2 separate regions of the Sus scrofa genome follow, and region 1 is linked to region 2. The links are chromatin contacts, called in public Hi-C maps. All regions are on one chromosome and are shown on one strand. Each heading gives the region's core, a stretch centred on a gene start, on an enhancer-like site or on the middle of the called end of the contact. The rest is flanking DNA. Distances are from core to core; before and after follow the strand shown.

What was found. Hi-C and Micro-C count contacts between places; a contact is called where the count stands out from the background.
Region 1: a Hi-C map of liver shows a contact between it and region 2, with 6 times the contacts expected there. The contact joins the promoter of ZNF444 here to the promoter of PPP1R12C in region 2. A contact is called at or near these places in 1 of 5 promoter capture datasets (liver) and 5 of 47 Hi-C or Micro-C datasets (heart right ventricle, liver, mesenteric adipose tissue and 2 more).

Annotation. Positions count from the first base shown.
Region 1 is chr6:60,456,421-60,459,380 of Sscrofa11.1, reverse strand. ZNF444 (zinc finger protein 444) reads right to left here and starts at 1,374. Exons shown (of 4, transcript XM_021095118.1): 1 at 1,263-1,374. LOC102159166 (a long non-coding RNA gene) reads left to right here. Exons shown (of 3, transcript XR_002344832.1): 1 at 1-288; 2 at 652-727; 3 at 1,282-1,366.
Region 2 is chr6:59,345,917-59,348,616 of Sscrofa11.1, reverse strand. It overlaps PPP1R12C (protein phosphatase 1 regulatory subunit 12C), which reads left to right and starts at 1,440. Exons shown (of 20, transcript XR_002344812.1): 1 at 1,440-1,873.

The DNA.
Region 1 (2,960 bases), core at 125-2,624, 1.1 Mb before region 2:
CAGCATCGCTGGCCTCTTAGCAACAGATGCCAGCAGTATCTCCGCAACTGTGACTCCAGACAGCGCTACAAGTCCCCTTGGGGATGGGGGGGTGGCACAGTCGCCCCTGGTTGAGAGCCACCGGCCCAATGGACAAATATTTACTCAGGGCAAAGGGCTCTGGAGCAAATCCCAGTTCTGCCACCTCCCAGCTCTTCGTCCTTGAACAAGGTACGACGCCTTTCACACAGAGTTGCCCTGCCCGGGGTGTAAAATGGGAAGAGGAGTCCTACTAACCCAAGAGTCGCGGTAAGAATTCAAGATGTGGGGAAAACAAAGATGCTGAGAACAACACTCGGCTGTGCTAACCAAGCCCCCAACCGGAGCGAACCTTTCCTGTTACTGTTACTTTGTGAGGTGCTGGGGATACCGCCATAAACAAAAACACCTGCATTACACCGAAGTTCGAGCTGGAATAAGGGTTAAACCAGGAAATAAAACTGGGTGACTGGGGCTGACAGGGAGGAGGGCAGCTTCAGATGATAACAAGAGCAAACACAGCCTTGAAGAGCTGCACGCCCACGAACCTAATCCCTTGCAACAAGCTAGGCGGGGGGGGGGGGGGGGGGAGCTCCATCGAGACAGAAACAAGGCAATTCGTCTCATCCGCAGGAATCTCACAACTCCATGAAAGTGCGACCGAACTTGTACGGACACGCACGAGGGGAGCCACCTGCACCCCGCCCGCGTGAGGACCACCCCCCCCGCCCCGCCCCGCCCCGAGCCCCTTTCCGCAAACCTCTCTGACCGGCTTGGTCCTGCGCCCCCAGACTCCATCGCAGGGCCCAGCCCACCCCCCTCGGCCCTCCCCCGCCCCCTCCCTCAGTTTCCAACTCTCCCCGGCGTTCTCCGCCTCCGGGGCCCACACCCCCTCCTCCTTCCGGGCCCTCCCCCTCCCGTCCGCGCTTCCCTCCCCCTCCCCCTTCATCCCGGCCCCCTTCTTATTCCCTCCCGCCAACTCTCCCGTCCCTCCCTCCTCCGGACCCCTTCTCCCCAAAGCTCGCCCAACTGCCCCCCTCCGATCCCTCCCTCCTTTCCTCCCTCGCTCACCTTACTCTCCCGGGCGAGGCCCCCCAAACCCCCTCGCCTCCTCGCACATGCGCACAGAGCTCATCAGAACTCCATGCCCCGGCAGGCTTTGCGCCAAACTCATCCGTCCCCCTCCCCTCAACACTCCCAGAGACCCAGGGATCTGTTCCCCTCAACGGCCCCGCCGGCCTCACCTAGAACTACATCTCCCAGGAAGGATCGCAACAACGGTGGCTTTCTATTGGCTCTCGCCGTGGCGACCCACTCACGCCCATCTCCGAATGGCTCCACAAGCACCAGAACTACATTTCCCAAGATGCACCGAAGCCCTCCCAGCGACCTATTGGCCCTCGCAAACATGGCCTCTCTTACCGCTCCAGGGTTTTTTGGACTACATTACCCAGAACGCACTGGGGCCTTCCCATTGGCCGGGGCCTTCCCATTGGCCGGGGCCTGGGCCCCAGGCATGCGCAAACGTGCCAGGATGAGCAGCCGGTGGGCGGAGAGGGGGAGGAGCTGTGGCGGCGTTTCCATGGAGACCGAAGGAGGCGCGGAGCGGCAGGCCCTCGGGAAATGAGGGCCCCCAGGCCCGAGGAGCGGGAGGGCGAGGAGGAGGGGCCCAGGCCAGAGTTCTGCACCAATCTGGGCCTACAGGGTGCGTCTCCTTGACAACGGGTCAGGTTTCACCCCTCCCCCATCCGGGCAGAACAAGTGAGTGAGGTGGGAGAAAGAAGCCGGATCGCGGTGTGAGGCTGCAGCCGGCTGGAGGGGAGTGTGTGGTTCGAGGGCGGACCCAGGCACCTTGCTCATCCCTTGGGAGAATGGCAGGCGGTTTCTGGCCTCCGTTTCCCCCGTGTGAGTCGGAAGGGTGCTGCCTGCACGTCCCCGACGCACCCTCGTAGGTCAGGGTCTCAATCTGCACGTCCCAGCAAGGGCAGGAACTCAGAAAAGATGAGTTACAGTTCGATGCACAGACAGTTCCAGGCCTGAGGACAACAGGAGCCGCTTGGACCTAAGGCTGTGATTGCCTCCTCCCCACCTCGTCTCCTCGGGGCAGGGTGAGAAGGAGACTCCCCCGCCCCCACCTTCTGGACTGATGTGCAGACAGGGTGTGACGGTGGCTGGCACATCACAAGCATTCATTAGCTGGACAAGAACTTTTCCCCTGGTTTCACAAGTGGTCAGTGGCTGAGTCAGAACCTCCTGTCCGAGACTGGGTGAAAGCCAACCCCCTCATTGTCACCCAACCTACCCTGGCCCACCTCTCTGCCCACCTTGCCTCTCCTGCCCAATGTGTTCCAGCCACACCGGAATCTTTGCTGCTCCAGGAACACGATGTTCTTGTTCCCACTCACATCCGATTGCCCACTTGACGTCTCCACTTGGATTTTTGAACAGGCATCTCAAACCATAAGGTGGGCAGAAGAGAATTTTTGCCCCTCCCCCCAGCAAAGAATCTTGCTTTTCCCCCAGTTTTCTACCATGTTAGATGATAAACCCATCATCCATACAAATGCCCACCCCAAACATGGAAGGGTCGCCTTTGATTTTCTTTTTCCATCACCCTCTTCCAGGGTGGGGATTCATGAGTGAATACATGCAAAGCACTTAGAACACTGCTTGGCAGAGAGTAAGGAGTCGGTCAATAAACATTAGCTCTTTTTTACCTACAGCTGAGTCACTAATAAAAACAAGCCCAAGGAGTTCCCTTCGTGGTTCAGCAGTAACTAACCCACCGGGATCCATGAGGTTGCGAGTTCGATTCCTGACCTAGCTCAGTGGGTTAAGGATCCTGCGTTGCCAGAAGCTGGGGTGTAGGTCGCAGATGCAGCTCAGATCTCGCGTTGTTGTGGCCGTGGTTTAGGCCAGCGGCTACAGCTTCTATTCGACCC
Region 2 (2,700 bases), core at 191-2,690:
CCCCAAGGACCTCAGAGCCTGTATGTAGGCTGCTCTGACATTCCTTGGAAGAAAAAGAATCTCGCCTGTGTCTGCATTTCAGCACTTTTCTTTGCGATTTTTAGGGGTCTTTGTTCGGGTCTCAAAGTGCGTACCTCTTTCCCAATGAGGATTCAGGTGCAAGGTACTTAAGACGGGGATAGTTTTCTTTTTTCTTTTTTCTTTTCCTTTTGCTCTTTAGGTCCCCACCTTCAGCATATGTAAGTTCCCAGGCTAGGGGTTGAATGGGAGCTGCTGGCCTACCCCACAGCCATAACAACTCAGGGTCCGAGCTGCGTCTGCGACCTGCACCACAGCTCACGGCAACGCCGGATCCTCAATCCACTGAGCAAGGCCTGGAATCGAACACGCAAGCTAAGGTTCATTTCTTGCTTTATGGTGCTACGTACTAGCCCGCCACATCAACTAGAACGCCTCATCTGGACTACAAATCCCAGCATTGCTTGCGAGGATATAGAGCCCGGCCTACACTTCCCAGCGTGCTCCACGCCTCAGGGTGATTGCAATGGCAGAGAGGGCCAGTTTAAGGCTCTGCGGGCATTTTCATTTGTGGATCCTACCTCGCAGGTTCCCTTCCCGATGTGATCCAGGGGTTACTCGGGGACTCTGGACTTATCTTGCCCTCGAATCTTATTTCTTGGGGTGTTTGGGGGCTCTGCCTAGGACTACATTTCCCAGCGCGACCAGCGGCCCATTGTCATGACCTTTGTACCGCATACATAATTTCCCAGCATGCCCTGGGCGGTCACCCAGGAAGGCTTGCAATTTTCTTGATGATCCAAGGGTTGCGGACTCAATTTCCCATAGTATCCTGGTGTTTCCCACGACCTAGAGAATCCGTTCTCTCATTCATTCATTCATTCAAAAAACTATTTCCGATCGCGTTCTACTAGGTACTGGGAACAAGGAAAGCACACAACACAAAAATCCCGGTCTTCCTGGGGCTTATTTCTTGTTGAAGGGCGCGACAAACCCAAAGTAAATAAAGTACATGACATGAAAAAGGGGAAAACGGAAAACTTCTGTACTTTTCGGGTTGTCGAGTCCATTTCCTAGTAGGTCCCCGGGGGCCAGCCCTTCGTCACCTGGATGCTGCGAACGGCATTTCCTGCATGCCCTGGGGCCGACCTCCCGCCTGTAGACTCCACTTCCCAGCACGCCAATCAGATTTCCTTTTGACACCGCGGAGCTGCGAATTTCCCAGTGTGCCTCGGGGCGGGACTATTGCAGAGATCCATTTCCGTTTATGGACTCCACTTCCCAGAGTTCCCCGCGGTCCGCCCTCAGGCGGTTGCCGGTTGCCTCTCCAGCCTGTGGACTCCATTTCCCAGCGGGCCCCGAGTCGGCGTGGTGACGTCACGTGCCGGGCGGGGACCGGTAGATCCTCTGGCGGCGCGGGGCGGGACGCAATTCCCGGCGGCCCGGAGGAGGGCGGGCGTCGGCGACGCCTCGGAGCTGGTCGCTCGCTCGCTCGCTCGCTCGCTTCTTACCTGGCGGGCGAGCGGGCGGCGCGATGTCGGGCGAGGATGGCCCAGGGGCGGGCCCGGGGGCGGCGGCGGCGGCAGCCCGTGAGCGGCGGCGGGAGCAGTTGCGGCAGTGGGGGGCGCGGGCAGGCGCCGAGCCGGGCCCCGGGGAACGGCGCGCCCGTACCGTGCGCTTCGAGCGCGCCGCCGAGTTTCTGGCGGCCTGCGCGGGTGGCGACCTGGACGAGGCGCGCTTGATGCTGCGCGCGGCCGACCCCGACCCTGACGCCGAGCTGGACCCCTCCGCCCCGCCGCCAGCCCGCGCCGTGCTCGACTCCACCAACGCCGACGGCATCAGCGCCCTGCACCAGGTCAGCGCCCCCGCCCGGGCTCCGATCCGCCCTGGGTCTGCGCTGCCTCGAGCACCCTCCCTCCCAGTCCAGAGTCACCCTTGCCAGTCGTGGTCTGCACCGTCGATGCTGCCCCGGTCCTTTATCATCCCGTGCTGAGTCCTTTTCCCATCCCACCCACCTGGAGCTCCCCTCTTCCAGTCCTGAGCCACTTGAACTGGCCTGGTTTTTGCCATCCTGCGCTGCCCTCTCTCCGGACTCGAGCCACTGCTGAGGGCCTCAGGCCAGTCCATCCTCGTCTTGTCTCTTTCGCCCTGCTCTTTCCCCACCTTGAGCGCTCTTAACCAGCCTGGCCCGTGCCACCTCTACTCTGCCATCGAATGCTGCCCCACTTTCTCGAGTCCGCCACTTCTCCCAGCTTCACCGGTACCCACTGTTTCCCCTAGTCCAGGCAGGTACCACTTTCCCTGAGCGTCCTCCTCCTCTCTTCTGGGCCTGTGCTGCTTCTTTTCCCGCTCTCTGGCCTGGGCCGTTTCTTCGGCCAGCCCCCGAGCCTTCCATGCCCTTTCCTTCAGGTTTCTGCTCTTCATCCTTGGTCTCTGCCATCTGTTGCCATGTAAGGGTGCTCTTTCCTGAGCCATCGCCCTCAAGGCGCTCTGCTCCTCAAGTGGATGCTTCCCTCGCCTGGCTCACCTCCTGCTCTCTCTCCTGCCCCCTTCACCTGCGTGCCCTCCTCATTCTCCCTCTGTGCCACCTCTGGCCTTGCACTGTAGGCTCTCTCTTGGGGATGTTTCTCTTTCTCCACACACTTCTCTTTCACTCTGTCCTCTTGCTTTGTGTGGGCCTGC